Linked DNA regions of Mus musculus: region 2 is linked to region 1. A link is a contact called in public HiChIP or PLAC-seq data. All regions are on one chromosome and are shown on one strand. Each heading gives the region's core, a stretch centred on a gene start, on an enhancer-like site or on the middle of the called end of the contact. The rest is flanking DNA. Distances are from core to core; before and after follow the strand shown.

Region 1 (6,855 bases), core at 3,639-6,138:
GTGTGTATAGCCCACAGAACCTCAAGTACGAGCTAGCCGCCCTTTGACCGCAACAACCCCTCCCTTCCATACAAATTCCTTTTGAGGCCTTGTGGGTGTATTATGTATGCACTAGGAAAGGGACCAGGGTCATTTCTCAGGGAAAGTGTTGGTTCTATTGAATGGCAGTCCATTTGGTCTACCTCAGACATGGCTGGTATCCTCTATAGATCTACCAGGCCTGGCTTGTTTTGAGGGACTGGGAATCCAGATTCGTACCTTTGCATGTTTTAAAGCTTCTGTGCCTGAGCTATGTCCCCCAATTTCCCCATCTTAAAGGTTATCCTTTAGGTGGACGGCTCCCCACTTCCACCCTTCAGGGGATTGTCAACATCATTTGATCTACCTGGAATTGTCTCTTCTAATTTTGTTTCTAGAAATTCTGATTTTTAGGCTGGGCATGGTGAGACATGCCTTTAATCCCAGAACTCAGGAAGCAGAGGCAGGGGTATGGCTGTGGATTCCAGGCCAGCCTGGTCTATATAGTGAGTTCTAGGTCAGCCAGGACTACACAGTGAGACTTTTTGTCTTTCAGTCCCTGTCTCTCTTTCTCTCTGTCTCTCAGTCTCTTTCTCTCTGTCTCTCTGTCTCTCTGTCTCTGTGTGTGTCTCTCTCTCTCACACACACACAAACACACACACACACACACACACACACACACACAGACACTCACACTCACACATGGTGGTAGGAGTATTAGTATACTGAGTCGTGAGACCTGGACACAAACAAACATGTGCCCTTTATTTCTTCTCCTTGGTGATGACCAAATGACAGCGACTAAGCTTGGTACACTAGCATCTGCTCAGGTGCCACTTTTAGGCCTTCTGACTCCTCTGTGCTAGTGTGGGATGGGACCTATGGGCAAGGAGGGGTCTTGTCTGATGTCTACAAAGATGATCCCCAAAGTATACAGTCCCCTTCTTTGTTTCTTAGTGTGCCGGCTAGTTTAGTGTCACCTTGACACAAGCTAGAGTTATCTGAGAGGAGGGAGCCTCAATGGAGAAAATGCCTCTACCAGATCAGGATGTAGACAAGTTTATAGGGTATTTTCATTATCAGTGATTGATGGAGAAGGGCCATCCCACTGTGGGTGGAGCCATCTCTGGGCTGGTGCTCCTGGGTTCTATAAGGAAGCAGGCTGAGCAAGCCATGGGGAGCAAGCCAGTAAGCAGCACCCCTCCATGGCCTCTGCATTAGCTCCTGCCTTTAGGTCCTGCCCTGCTTGTGTTCCTGTCCTGACTTCCTTCAATGACAAACTTTATTATGGAATATAAGCCAAATGAACCCTTTCCTCCACAAGTTGCTTTGATCATGGTATTTTATCACAGCAATGGCAACCCTGACTAAGACACTTAGGGACAGACATTGTGAGATCTTTAGTGACATCTAGTTACAACTTGCTTGAAATTTGCATTGACAACTGTCTTCTTCATTATTATTTCTTTGGGAGGCTATTCCTCTTTAAAAAACAAAAACAAAACACACACACAGTACACATTGCTTTACTTTTAAATTCTTTTAGACTATTTTTTATTTTATGTGTACATATGTGTGTTTGCACGAACGCAAGCCATGTGTGCATGGTATCCTTGGGGGCCAGAAGTTGTCAGATCCCCTGAAGCTGGAGTTACAGGTGGTTGGAAACCTAACCTGGGTGTTTCAAACCAAACTGGAAGTCATCTCTCCATTCCCAACAACAAGGGTTTTAATGAAAGGTGTTCTAAGCAGCATGTGGTTGTAGCCGTCCAGTGGCCATGGACAAACTGGGTATACCTGAAAGGAGGGCTGGAAATGAAAAAGGACAGGGTGCGAGAGGATGAAGCCAAGATAAAGGTTCTGATCAAGGCTCAAAGTTTAATTTTCAGCACTCTGTTTATATAGGGAAAACCCACAGACCCATCCTTTGTTTCAGCTGGATTATGTTGCAAAGTGAGCTCAGTGGGCAGTCTGTTCCTGTAGGAAACTGCAGGTGCAGCAAGGCAGAAGTCTCCAGCTGGGTCCAACTGTGGGGGTACTTAAGGTCTATTTAGCCTGTTCAAGTACTAGGGGAAGAACATTCGTGGTGGTTTGAATAAAAATGGCTCCCATTGGCTCATTTGAATGCCTGGTCATCAGGGAGCAGACCTGTTTAAAAAGGATTAGGAGGTGTGGCCTTACTGGAGAAAGTGGGTTAATTGGGCTGGACTTGGAGGTTTCAAACACCATGGCAGAGTCTCTCTCTCTCTCTCTCCCTTCCTCCCTCCCTCCTTCCCTCCCTCCCCTTCTTCACTTCCCCCTCCCTTTCTCTCTCTTTCCTCCCTCCATTTCTCCCTCCCTCCTTCCTTCTCTTTCCCTCTCTCTCCCTTCCTTTCTCCCTCTCTCTCCCTCTTCCTCTCTCTCTTTCTCCCTCCATTTCTCCCTCCCACCTTCCCTCTCTCTCTCCCCTTTCTCCCTTTCTCCCTCCCTTCTTCCCTATGTTTCTGCCTGCTGCCCGTGTATCAGGATGCAATGCTCACAAACTGCTTGCTCTAGTGCCAGCCTGTTTTCTCTCTGCCTGGATGATCATGAACTTACAAGTGTTGCCTTGGCCATGGTGCCTCTTCATAGCAATAGAACAGTGATTAAGATAAAGGAGATTGGCAGTTTAGTTGTTATGTCGCTATCTTTCTAGTTCCCTAGTAAGGACAAAGAAGAGATATAGACTCAGGGAAAGCCAAAATCTCACTAGCACCCCTTATGAAAAAGGGAACGGATCAACCTGGACAGATCAGTGGGTCCAGGTCTTCATTAGAGCATCCTCAGGTTCCTGCACAGTCATGGCCAGGGAAGCATACTGGGTTGTTTTACTGCAGGATGTCTCAGATTCTTCATCGTGCTAGTGTGGACTGTGTGGGTGGTGCCCCACTTTTCCTTGTTCTTGAAATTCACACAAGCAAAGTGTTCCTGAGAACCACATCCCAGATACACCCATTAGAAAAAGCTGGATTTAATAGCCTTAAGATTGTCTCTTGATAAAACCAGACCGTCAGAGAATTACAGATATCACAAGGTTTTGGTCACTTACAGATTGGTGGCGTTGGAGATTGCCTGACCTGAACAGTGGAACATGACAGAGAACCCAGGGTACAAACTTCCTATCATTTTTATCACAATCCAAAACAACAACAACAACAACAATAAACCTTTCATTGTATACTGTCATCTCAGCACTTGCTGAAACAGGACAATCAGGAGTTCAAGGCCAACCTTGACTCTATACCCAGATGAGACCAGCTTGGGCTACATAAGACTCTCCCAGAAAACAAATAGAAACCGATGTACAGCTTGTGGCTAGTAAGAACTGAATTTTCCTAAGCATCAAGCTTGCTTATGTCCAACACAATGGGCAAGAGAAAATTCTAAGCTAAAATGTCATTTAAACTAAGAGCACATTGTGGATGTGTTGGTGTGGGAAGAATATCGGGAGGTTGGGGTGTGGGGGGTGGAGGGGTGGGAAGTGCCAGTTAGGGGTGGGCAGGGTCTGGCCACTCGGCCCTGTAACTGCAAAGACGCTTGCATGAGATGGTGTGGTGTGAGACCGGAAGAATTCATGATCTACCAAAGAGGATGACCATGGAATTCAAAGAGTCTCATGGGCTTGGGGCATGGGAGTGGGACACATGGCTCAGTTCTTAAAGGATACACTGTTAAGTTTCAAACCCGGAATGGGGGCGGGGGGAAGGGAGGGAGGAATGAGGTGCCTATTTAACATTTTAAAGAGGACCTGGCCTCTAGCTCCTCCCAGGATTCCTCAGTCCCTACCTGTTTCAGGGCGTGGTTGGCATAACTCCGCCCTCTACCCTGAACTCTCCAGCCCAGGGGCTGGGCTGCCTGCCTCCCAGAGGCTCTTCCCAATATAATCCACTCTCTCTTCCCCTCCCCGGACTCAGTTCAGGGTCATGACCACGCTGGACTCTCCCAGATGTGTCTGCTTCTGGCTATGCTCCCACAGATATAATAATAAACATTCTCCTCCACCATACCTAGGAGCGCCTGTGTCCTTTCCTTTCCATTTTATTTCTTTTCCTTCTCCCCCCCCCCGTCCCCCTCCCCCTCCCCTCCTCCTCCTCCTCCTCCTCCTCCTCCTCCTCCTCCTCCTCCTCCTCCTCCTCCTCCTCCTCCTCCTCCTTCTTCTTTTCATTCACTTGCCTTGTGAGTGTAAGGACCTGGGTTCGATGTTGTGTTGTAATTTCAGTTTCTGGAGAGGAGGAGACAAGACCACCCGCTGGACTCGCTTACCAGCTAGCTTAGGCTTCTTGTCCTGTTTCAGACCATCACCATCACCCCAGGGCACAGAACAACGGGAAGCCACAGGGTCACGGCCTGCTAGTTTGAGAGCTGAATCCATTCATTCATTTGGGAAAGCAATCATTGACTAAGCACCTCCCATCGAGTGGGTGTGGCATGGAGACGCCAGGATGTGCAATTATCCCTGTCTTTAAATCCCCTTGGACACTTCCCTACAGGGAAACGAGGTTTCAGAGAGTCTTCAAATCTCTTTTCTACTTGCCTGGGGGAGGAACTTCAAAGATTGGGTCTTTCCACCAAGCCCTTGATGAGAAGCTTGCGGGAAGCCAGAGACACAAGGCGACATTATTCCCAGAATTAGACTCACGTGTTACTTTAGCTTTCTGTCCCTTCTGCCCCCTTTCCGGTCCCCCTCATTTCTCCCTCCCGTTTTCCTCCCCTTCCTTCTCCCCATCTCTTAGCAGTTCCTCTCTCCCTCTCCACTCCACTCCCCTCCCCTGCCTCCCTCTCCTACACTCTGACACTCTTCCTCTTCCTCCCAAGTCCTTTCTCTTCCTCTTTTGAAAAGTGTGCCCTCCCAGCACCCCAGGCCAATCGGATTCTCCAGGGTTGAGTTACGGTCCTGAACTCACTGACTCATTGGTCCGAACACCAGACTTCAAATTCCCCTTGAAGTCAGTGTGATCCAGAAAAAACAGTAGTGTTGGGGGAGATTTAAAATATCTCAGCTGGAGACCTTTGAAAGCATGAACACACACACACAGACACACACAACACACACACTTATACTCATGCTCACCCTCATGCACATATACTCACACTGACACATATACACATATACACACACACATACTCACAGTAACCCAGTCACATACATAATACATACACACTCATACTCACACACATATACACACTCTCATAACACACATTCTCTCTCTTATATAAACACTCTCACACTAACACACTCACAGATACTAATACACACTCTCACACACACTCGAGTGCACACACACACACACACACACACACACACACACACAAATCCTTTAGCCTCTGGGAAAAGCGGGAGCAATGGAATTCTTCAGAACAATTGCAGGGAATCTCTTTATCTTGATGGAATTAGGCTGCTTAATAAACTAGCCGGGAGCTACCTTGGACTCCCTCTGGAAACACACTCCACCACATTTTCTTCCTGGCACTCAACAGGCAGGAGAGAAATAGATTGTTGTTTTTTTTGTTTTGTTTTTTGTTTTTTTCCTTCCTGTGCTGCCCCTGAGACACAGGTTCAAGCTTGCCCTTCACTACCAAGCCAGCTTAATTCTCTGGAACTCTTCCTTGAACGTCAGCAGCCCGAGGGCTTTGTGCTCAAAGAGCAAGCTCTCAACTGGCATTTCAGGCCAGATGAGAAGATTCTGCTGTTTCTGTGCCCCTACAGGGGGATTACTGTGAAGGTCTGCTGGCAGGCAGGGCAGCATGCCTGGGGAGAGAGAATCAGAAGGTCTAAAGGTTTGATAGCAGAAAGCTAGCCAGGGCTCTGAGTTCAAACCCCACCCTACTTAAAGCTGTTGAGTTCTGCCCATAGCTTCTACAGTCCCACCCTTGGTCTTCTTTCTTCTGGAAAAAGCAACTTCATGTAAGGACCTCTTGCCTTCCTCTGGCCAAGAGGTAAACGCACAATTTTGACCATGCCAGATGAGGTTCTCTCAGAATTTAGGACTCTGTAGCCTTGGCGCAAATCCATCAAGGCATCTGGAAACCTCCCCGGGACCCCCCTGGGTCTCCATAGCCAGGGCAATCCCTGTGCCTTTCTAAGACTGTTTGGCTATTTTATGTTTTAAAATCTCTCTGGAAGCTTCTAATTCTGTTTCTGTTGTCTGTCTGTCCATCTCTTTCTGTGTGCATGTGCATGTGTATTTAGGGATAGGTGCGGGGGGTTTCACGTTGTGTCGGGCAGGCCTTTTGCCACTGAGCTACATCCTAGGCCCCACCCCACCCCCTTATTTTTCTTGCTGGCTCACATTGCTTTCTTCTTCCCTCCCTCTACCCTTCCCTCCCTCCCTCCCTGGCTCCCCCATCCCCACCCCCTTCTATTCAAGTTAGCCAGTCAAATTCTGCCTCTGGCCAAGGTGACTGTACTCAGGGCTGTTTGCCAGATGAACACAAGCAGATACAGCAGAGGAGAGCTGTGAGCGCTATAAAGACGGGCTAACTCTGTAAAGCCTGGGCCCAGCTTTCTGCTTGAGGTTGTGACACGGGGACGGTGGGGACGCAGAGCCCAAGAGAGTGTGTGGCCTCCTCAGGATGGGACAGAGGGTTGAAGAGGTTGGAGTTTGTGAGGCTAAATCCCAAAGAGTCACTCACTTAATAGTGTCATAAATTGGCACAGGGGACTCATTGGGCCAGAGATTGAATGCCAAATTGCTCCGGCATTGGGCAACACACTACAAAGCTGGCAGAGTGTGCAGTGGCTGGTATAGCGTGGGCCAAGTCATTTGAGGAGTGCTTCTGGGTCTGGGGACGTTCAAGTTCTAGCAAGTAAAACAGGCG
Region 2 (7,382 bases), core at 4,478-6,977, 280 kb after region 1:
CACCTCTGCCACAGGGCAGTGGAAGACCAAAGCAGTATTTGAGGATGACTGAAGTCAGAGTCGTGTGCTCACGTTGCTTCTGTAAGGACATGCCCATGTTCTCCTTGCTGGGCCCTGCACCATTACATTACACTGAGGCTGACGTGTCCCTCAGATGACTGCCTGTCTTTTTTGTAGTTACATAGCTGAGCTTAGAGGAATTTGTACATTTCAGAACGATCTGGTTCGGTCTTAGAGAACAACTTGCTTTGCAAATCTTTTGTCTTTAGTTCATTCTATCCATGCAGAAATTGGAATAATTTATCAGACTGTGTAAACAGAAGTTTTGGCAAGATTTTCAGTATAAAGTGCATCGTTCCCAGTCTTCAGCTGAGCTTTAGACCTGGAAGCCATGACTTATTAAGAAGTTTCTTGAGAACCACAGTGCAGAAACTAACTTCAGGACTTTGATGGCCGCCAGAAGGGCTTTCCCTTATATTCACTTATAAATGGGGCCTCTATGATGTAGTTTTTTTCTCAGGAAAAATGTAATTTTTGTTTTTATTAATAAAATTAATTATGCTGGGGGATAGTGGCCAGTGAAGGAGGCTGTTTAACATCAGCACACAGATACTGTGTTTGGGTCCCCAGTGAACTGCAGTGTGAAAACGAGAATAAGTATAATTCCGACTTAGAGAACACCTATGTGACACACACGGCCCAGAGCTGAGGTAGTGGTGCAGGTCCATGGGCAGAGTAAAATCTCAGTAAAAGAAGCTGAACCAGGCAGTACGGGGACCAGGCGGAGGTTTGTCTTGACCTGAGACTTCTGTATGAGACTCACCAAGTGGCTATAGTGACCATGAGAGTCATTGCTCATGAGGGAATTGCTTTCTTTCCAGATGTTTTGAGGCTTATCTTGCATGCTTAGACATAAGCAAAGCTTACTGTGGGCAGCAGAAGTCTGACTTACTAAGGCTGGAATTCCCTGAGGGTGTGGGGTGCTGTGGTTTGAGCTGTGGTTGGCGGGTAATTGTGGAGGTCTGCTTGGGACATGGATGCCCTTACTTTGTGGACAGTTGAAACGCACCCTCAACTTAGCTTTCCCTTTATATGTGTGCTTTCTGAGAGTTTGGATAAAATTTACCTAATTATAAAAATGTAGTAACAGCTAGTTCTGAGAGCATTCTGTTAATTCTTTGAAATTTTCATCCAGTGTGTGTGATTGTCTCTACTGATGGATTGCACTGCTGATGGCCTGTGAGAAGGTAGCTCATCATAGGTTATGTGCAGAGGGTGGCTCTCCTCAGGCTGCAGGCATGGAGATCCTCAGTTTCTGTCTTCACAGAACCACTGAGAAGATGGGTGCCCGCTCTGCCCACGTGCCCTTGCCTTTGAAGCAGATGGGCCCCTTAATGTTCTGGTGTCCCACCTCTTCCTCACCGATGCCTGTCAGTCTCCTTCTGGGTCCATTTCCTTGTCTACACTTAGTTCTTTGGTCTTTGTCCTCTTCCTCTTAATCCATACATTTTCATCTTGAGCCATTTTTTCTATGACTCTAACTGAACTTTAAGGCTATCTAATGCTTTCCATTCCTTTCAGAATCCTCCAAAGTCAGCTTTCCTTGTTGTCTTCCCTCCTTGCTAATTCACTACAGGCATTCATTCACCCTCCCTCCCTCCCTCCCTCCCTCCCTCCCTCCCCTTTCTAAATCTTCTAACTGCACTCTCACTGTGTGGACACAGAGGCCCTGTACCGTGGGCTGTCATTCAACTTGTGTTCCTTGATTTCCGTGATGCTGTCCCCAAGTTCCTCCAATGTCTTTGCCTTATTGCTTTTATTTTTGGCAGGGTCTCATGTAGTCTCGTCTCAGACTTGGTGGCTGAGGATGGCCTTGACCTCCTGGTCTCCTTTTTCCTAAGGGCTAGGTACATGTGTGTGCCACACTCAGCAATAGAATGATCTTGGTATATTCATATACATTAGATACTTATTTACTCTTATTGTTTAATAACTCTGGCTTAATTTGTTTTTCTAGTCAAGGTTAATTTTTTTGAGATCTCACTGGATTATGAGTACATTTTTCCTGTGGAATGATTATGCTTTTAAAAAATTATAAAGAGTTTGTGAAAATAATTAGAAATTAAATATAAATACAAGCCAAGCCTTGTTGATACACACTTCGTGTGTGTGCGCTGATAATTATTAATTTTGAAGTACTAGCAGTGTGTTTTTGAGATGTGGTTTTGCTGTGTGGCCCAGGTTGGCCTGGTACTCATCATGCATTGTGAGCTAGCCTTACACTCTCTTCTTTTCCTGCCTTAGCTGAGTGAGAGTTGGGCTCGCAGCAGCCTACTAACATGACTAGTGTTAGTGTTTGGTTCTGTTTGTGCCAGAAGCAACAGCTAACAGTCTTTCTCTGAAGATAAGGTTTTTTTTGTTTGTTTGGTTTTTTGGGGTTTTTTTTTTTTTTTTTTTTTTTTTTTTTTTTTTTTTTTGGTTTTTCTGAGACAGGGTTTCTCTGTGTAGCCCTGGCTATCCTGGAACTCACTCTGTAGACCAGGCTGGCCTAGAACTCAGAAATCCACTTGCCTCTGCCTCCCAAGTGCTAGGATAAAAGGTGTGCTGCAACACCATGCCTGGCAAAGATCAGTGTTTTCAGACATGTGCATACTCTCTTGGTTCTGGGCAGGCGATGGTAAGTTTGTATTTTGTGCATCCTGAGTAGTCAGCACACCTACCCCAGAGGTGCACAGCAGGCCTTGGCTTGAGAAGCTCAGCTGGATTTACCCTTCAGGACGATCGAGTATTCAGATGCCTTTGACTTTCTATCACTTTGATAGTCTCACCATGTAGTCCTGGCTGGACTGCCACTGGTTGGGTAGACCAGGCTGGCTGTAGAATCTTGCTAAGATTTAAGGTTACACAGGCAGGTACACAGTGACTGCTCACCGTCACTGTGCTGTGAAGTGGTAAAGGTACTGAATTTCGGATTCAGTAATTTTCAGTGTGCTGTGTGGTACCTGAAGACAGATGCTTTCAGTATTCCAGATTAGAGGCCTAAAATCTATGAGATAAACATTTTCATTTTCTGTTTCCTATTTAATGAAAATAGGATATTTGTCATTATAGAGAATGATCCCAGGAAATCATCTGGGATGCATATATGGCCAAAGCGTCTCTGTCCCAGTGTCATAATGCCCAGCAGTTTGTTGGGGCTGTAGCCTGCTATATACACTGCAGTTTGCCAGCATGCCTTTCTTAGTGTTAGTGGCTATGAGGAAACGCAGGAGCCAATGCTGTCCCCTGACTGAAGCATTCTTAGATATTGAGTGTTGAAAAGGAGCTGCCGAGAACATTTCCAGACCTGCTGAGCAGAGGGAAATGTCCAAGGAACAACTGCTATGAAGTTCAAGCTGTGTGTGGCAAGGGGTTTGAGCTAAGTAGCTTTTGCTTTGTTTTGTTTTTTGACAGGGTCTTATATATTCCAGCATGGCCTTGGCTTTGAATTCCCGAACCTCCAGCCTCCATGTCCCGAGTGCTGGCATTGCAGGGGTGCCCAGCCATGCCTAGGTTGGTGGTACTGGGAATTGAAGGAGTAGGCCAGCACTTGCCCACTCTGCTTCGTCCCCAGCCTTCTCACTTGTGGTTTGTCAGAATCAGAAAGGGAGACCAATACTTGATGACTGAGAAACAACTGTTGACTGATGAGAAAGAAAATGCGCTTTAAAATGCTTTAAAAGCCTCAATATAGTTGATTGAAAAAAATCAGCCTTCAAAGATTATCTTCAGTCTGTGGATCTAATTAGCTGGGTGTAAGTGATAAGCGATAAATCCGAAGTCTCGCATTGTGATTTAGAAATTGATTAGCTGATAGAGCACAGGCACAGGGAAGGGGACTGAGTTCTGAGAGTGCAGAGGGGCAGCAGTGAGGTTGCCACTAACACTGTTAGCTGCCATTTATGTGTGTGCAGGCATCAGGGTACATCATTACATGTTCATTGCTCTCTGCCTTCACAGTGCTCAGGAGCCTTGCAAACAGAGAGGCTAGAGCGGGCTAACCTGGAGGTCATACTGTATGGGGAACTGGGTATAGCAACTGGAAAAGTTCAGCTGAGATAGATAAATAGGTGGGTAGGTAAATTAGATTTTAGATTTTTGAGACTTATTAAGTGATTTCCCTGAAGGCAAAGGTTCATTTTATGCTATCCCATAAGAAGTAAATGTAAACTCAGTGTGGAGTGATTTATAGATGTCTCATTAGATTTTTTTTTTAATAAGTGTTATTTTTCCTCTTCCTCCAAGTAGGATACCTCCTCCCAACTAAGAGCAATCTCCCAGATGGAACTGACTGTCCAGCAGGGCTGTGTGCCCAGCTGCAGCAACCTTAGCCAGCAGTTTTAGTAGTGTGGTCTGTAGCCTCATGGTTGGCATAGGTCCTGTAGACCCCGTCAGAGAGTCTTAAAGGTCAGAGCTGTTCTGTGATGTGGAGATACCGTTTTCCTTTCCCTTCTGTGTTGATATTTAGGCTGACGGTGCCCAGGCAGAGGTGGGTGACGGGCATGTGAGTGCTAGCTCCATGTTATGGGATTCTCTCAGAAACCAACTGCTACATGTTACAGAAGAAGACGCTGGATGAAGTTCACCTTTCCCCTTTATTTTAATCTTATGTGTTCAACTGGTTTCCCTGCATGTCTGTCTGTCTATGTACGATATGTGTGCATACTTGTGGAAGCCAGAGGGAGTCATGGATTCCCTGAGTAACAGCCACCTGTGAGCCTCTCTGTGGCTGCTGGGTGGGTACTTCAGGTCCCAAGAAAGAGCAGCCAGAGCTCTTAACCATTGAGCCATCTCTCCAGCTCAGAGCTTTAAGTTCAGGTTCATGAAAGCTTGTCCTTTCAGCAAATGTGTTCTTAATATGTGGAGAGAAAATGCCAACTGAGGTCTGTGTGCCGCAGAGTGTAGTTATCCAAAGGGAAGTGCTGGCAGCCTCCACGTGATGCTTTTGACAGCTTCTTTTTGGTGGGAAAGTATTTGAACCTGAGCGTAAGTGGTGGGCAGTAGCAGACTTGAGTGTTTGGTGAGCTCTCCACCAGGCCAGAGCGGCCGTGACAAGGAAGACAAGGAAGCAGTACATGTGCTTGAGACGGAGCCTGCTGTTTGGATCCACATGGGAGTTTTGGAGAGACTTGAAAACGAATCTCTTGCTGAGTCGTCAGGTTATCACTTAACACACTCAGTGAGTTGGGTGTAGTTCAGGCCACTATTTGATTACACAGCTGCAAGAGAGAACAACAGCAACAACAAAGACTTTTTCCTCTGTTGAGATCAATGATTGTATGATTAATGTGGTTTTAAAGTTTAGAATAAGAACCATGTTGCCTTGTAACTCGTAGGACTCACAGCTCTCAGATCTGTCTCTTGTGTCTACTATGTTGGGCTCTCTGAATGGCTGGGAAAACTGTCTTTTAATTTCTTTAAAACATGGCCACTGCTGGGCAGTGTTGGTGCACGCCTTTGATCCCAGCACTTGGGAGGCAGAGGAAGGTGGATTTCTGAGTTCGAGGCAACCTGGTCTACAGAGTGAGTTCCAGGACAGCCAGGGCTATGCAGAGAAACCTGTCTTGGAAAACAAACAAACAAACAAACAAACAAAAATAAAACGTGTGCATTGACAGCCTATCTTCTTCGGATGTCTCAGTGCCTCACAGTTGCCCAGTTCCTCTCTTCTAGCACAGTTTCCTGGTTTTACTGCCTGCACTGGAAGTCCTCGTTCTGGTCTTTCTTCTAGTCTGTGCCTTCTTCATGACTCATTTCTTGGAGGTATTTGTTTGTTTCCTCTGAAGACCAGGTCTGATCGCATTTATCTGAGGAGCCACCGCTTTGGCTCATGTTCTTTCAGCAGATACTTAAATGCCACCCCGTATACCTTCTGCTGGTGTTCTTCAGGAGTCTGTCTGTCTGTCTGTCTGTCTGTCCCGTGGTGTCCGCCCCCCCCCCCCCCCACCACCTTGTGTTTGTGGTTAAGGAACTATGCCGAGTCTGGGCTGCTCTCACTTAGTCTCGTCACTGCAGAAGTCTTTGACCCCGGACAGGCTGTATAATAAACAAACATTTCTTTGTTTTGAGCTGTGAGTGCAATATTCTCATCCTGTTTTATGTTACACCACTGACAGAGCATCACAGTAGACGGGACGGTGCTCAGAGACTGGGTAGATACATGTAGCTTATATAGATTATATATAACAGTCATGTTACGTATAAAACTGGATGCAGGATAACATTGGAAAGTATTCAGATTATCTTTATAGCCAGGCAGTTTTGGCACACCCTTAATTCCAGCACCTAGGAGGCCGAGGCAGGTGGATCTCTGTGAGTTTGAGGCCAACCTGATCTATGGAGTGAGTTCCAGGACAGCCAAGGCTACACAGAAAAACCCCATCTCAGAAACAACAACAACAACAACAACAACAGAAAACAAACCAGAACCAAAAACCTTCATAAGCTGGTTCTCAGGTGTGGGGAAGTGCCATTTCTTTGGAGAAGTACTGTTAAATAAACTTGTCAGCTCCTGGACTGTTTTCTAGGGCACAGTCCATCAGCTGCAAGTGTGAGGGGAGCACTGCAGCTGTTAGTGAGCCAGAGGGAAGACCCTGAGGACCAGAAGAGGGGAGCACGGTGAGCAGCGTGCTGTGTGTGTTGGTGCGCCATGCTCTTTGCTGTCCTAGACTTGTGTCCATCTCCAGTCTTACCTCAACACAGGACACGCAGACTCAGTGTCTGCACAAAATAAGTCCTCTTTAGAGATGGTGCATACTTAGAGAGCAAGGTTTTCAAAGTATAAATATTATGGGAAAAGCCTGAGCCTTCGGATCCACGCAGCACCATAGGAAAAAGAAGCCTGCCTTGTTGATGAAGAAAGTAGTATAGGTCCTTAACAGGATACACTAAAAACTCAGTAACTGCTTTCTGCTGTATTTGGGAATCCTTCCCGTGTATAAAACATGACTTCAGTTTCCCTGCTACCTGCTACAGCCCCACCCTGGCAGCGCTCAGTTCTCATAGACAGTTCAGGTGCTGTCCTATCCAGCAACTGGTTGTTCCTTTCAGGAAGTTTCTCTGTTGTCCGAGTTTTCTTTCTGAGCCATTTCTTTACTTTTATAAACTGATTTTTAATCTGTTGTGTGTTTAGAGACTAGTCTAGTTTTAAAGATTGAATTCTAGATAGAGAATGGTATTATTTCTCTGACATAAATCCACTGGGTTCATATATGTAGAATTTTGTCTTCATTCTTGAAGTCATTGGATGTAAAACCTGATCCTGTCAGAGTCCCTCTCTTAGGTTTCCAGTTCATTGGCAAGGAGGGTTGCCCTGAACAGTTCTGGGGATCTTTGTACTGGGT

What was found. HiChIP or PLAC-seq counts read pairs in DNA pulled down with a chosen protein or histone mark.
Region 2: an H3K4me3 HiChIP or PLAC-seq map of bone marrow-derived macrophages shows a contact between it and region 1, with 3 times the contacts expected there. The contact joins two enhancer-like sites. A contact is called at or near these places in 5 of 115 datasets of contacts at active chromatin or transcription factors (the 230-238 cell line, bone marrow-derived macrophages, embryonic basal ganglia and 2 more).

Annotation. Positions count from the first base shown.
Region 1 is chr5:118,349,438-118,356,292 of GRCm38.p6, forward strand. No RefSeq gene overlaps it. Among named protein-coding and RNA genes, the nearest start is that of Gm46942, 7.0 kb to the right of the region's middle. Within about 2 kb of position 4,889, at least 113 of the 459 cell types and tissues checked have an H3K27ac peak or open chromatin away from gene starts, as enhancers often do. A contact at or near this core is called in bone marrow-derived macrophages, where this site is marked.
Region 2 is chr5:118,627,499-118,634,880 of GRCm38.p6, forward strand. The region is part of intron 2 of Med13l (mediator complex subunit 13-like); the gene reads left to right. Among named protein-coding and RNA genes, the nearest start is that of Med13l, 70 kb to the left of the region's middle. Within about 2 kb of position 5,728, at least 28 of the 459 cell types and tissues checked have an H3K27ac peak or open chromatin away from gene starts, as enhancers often do. A contact at or near this core is called in bone marrow-derived macrophages, where this site is marked.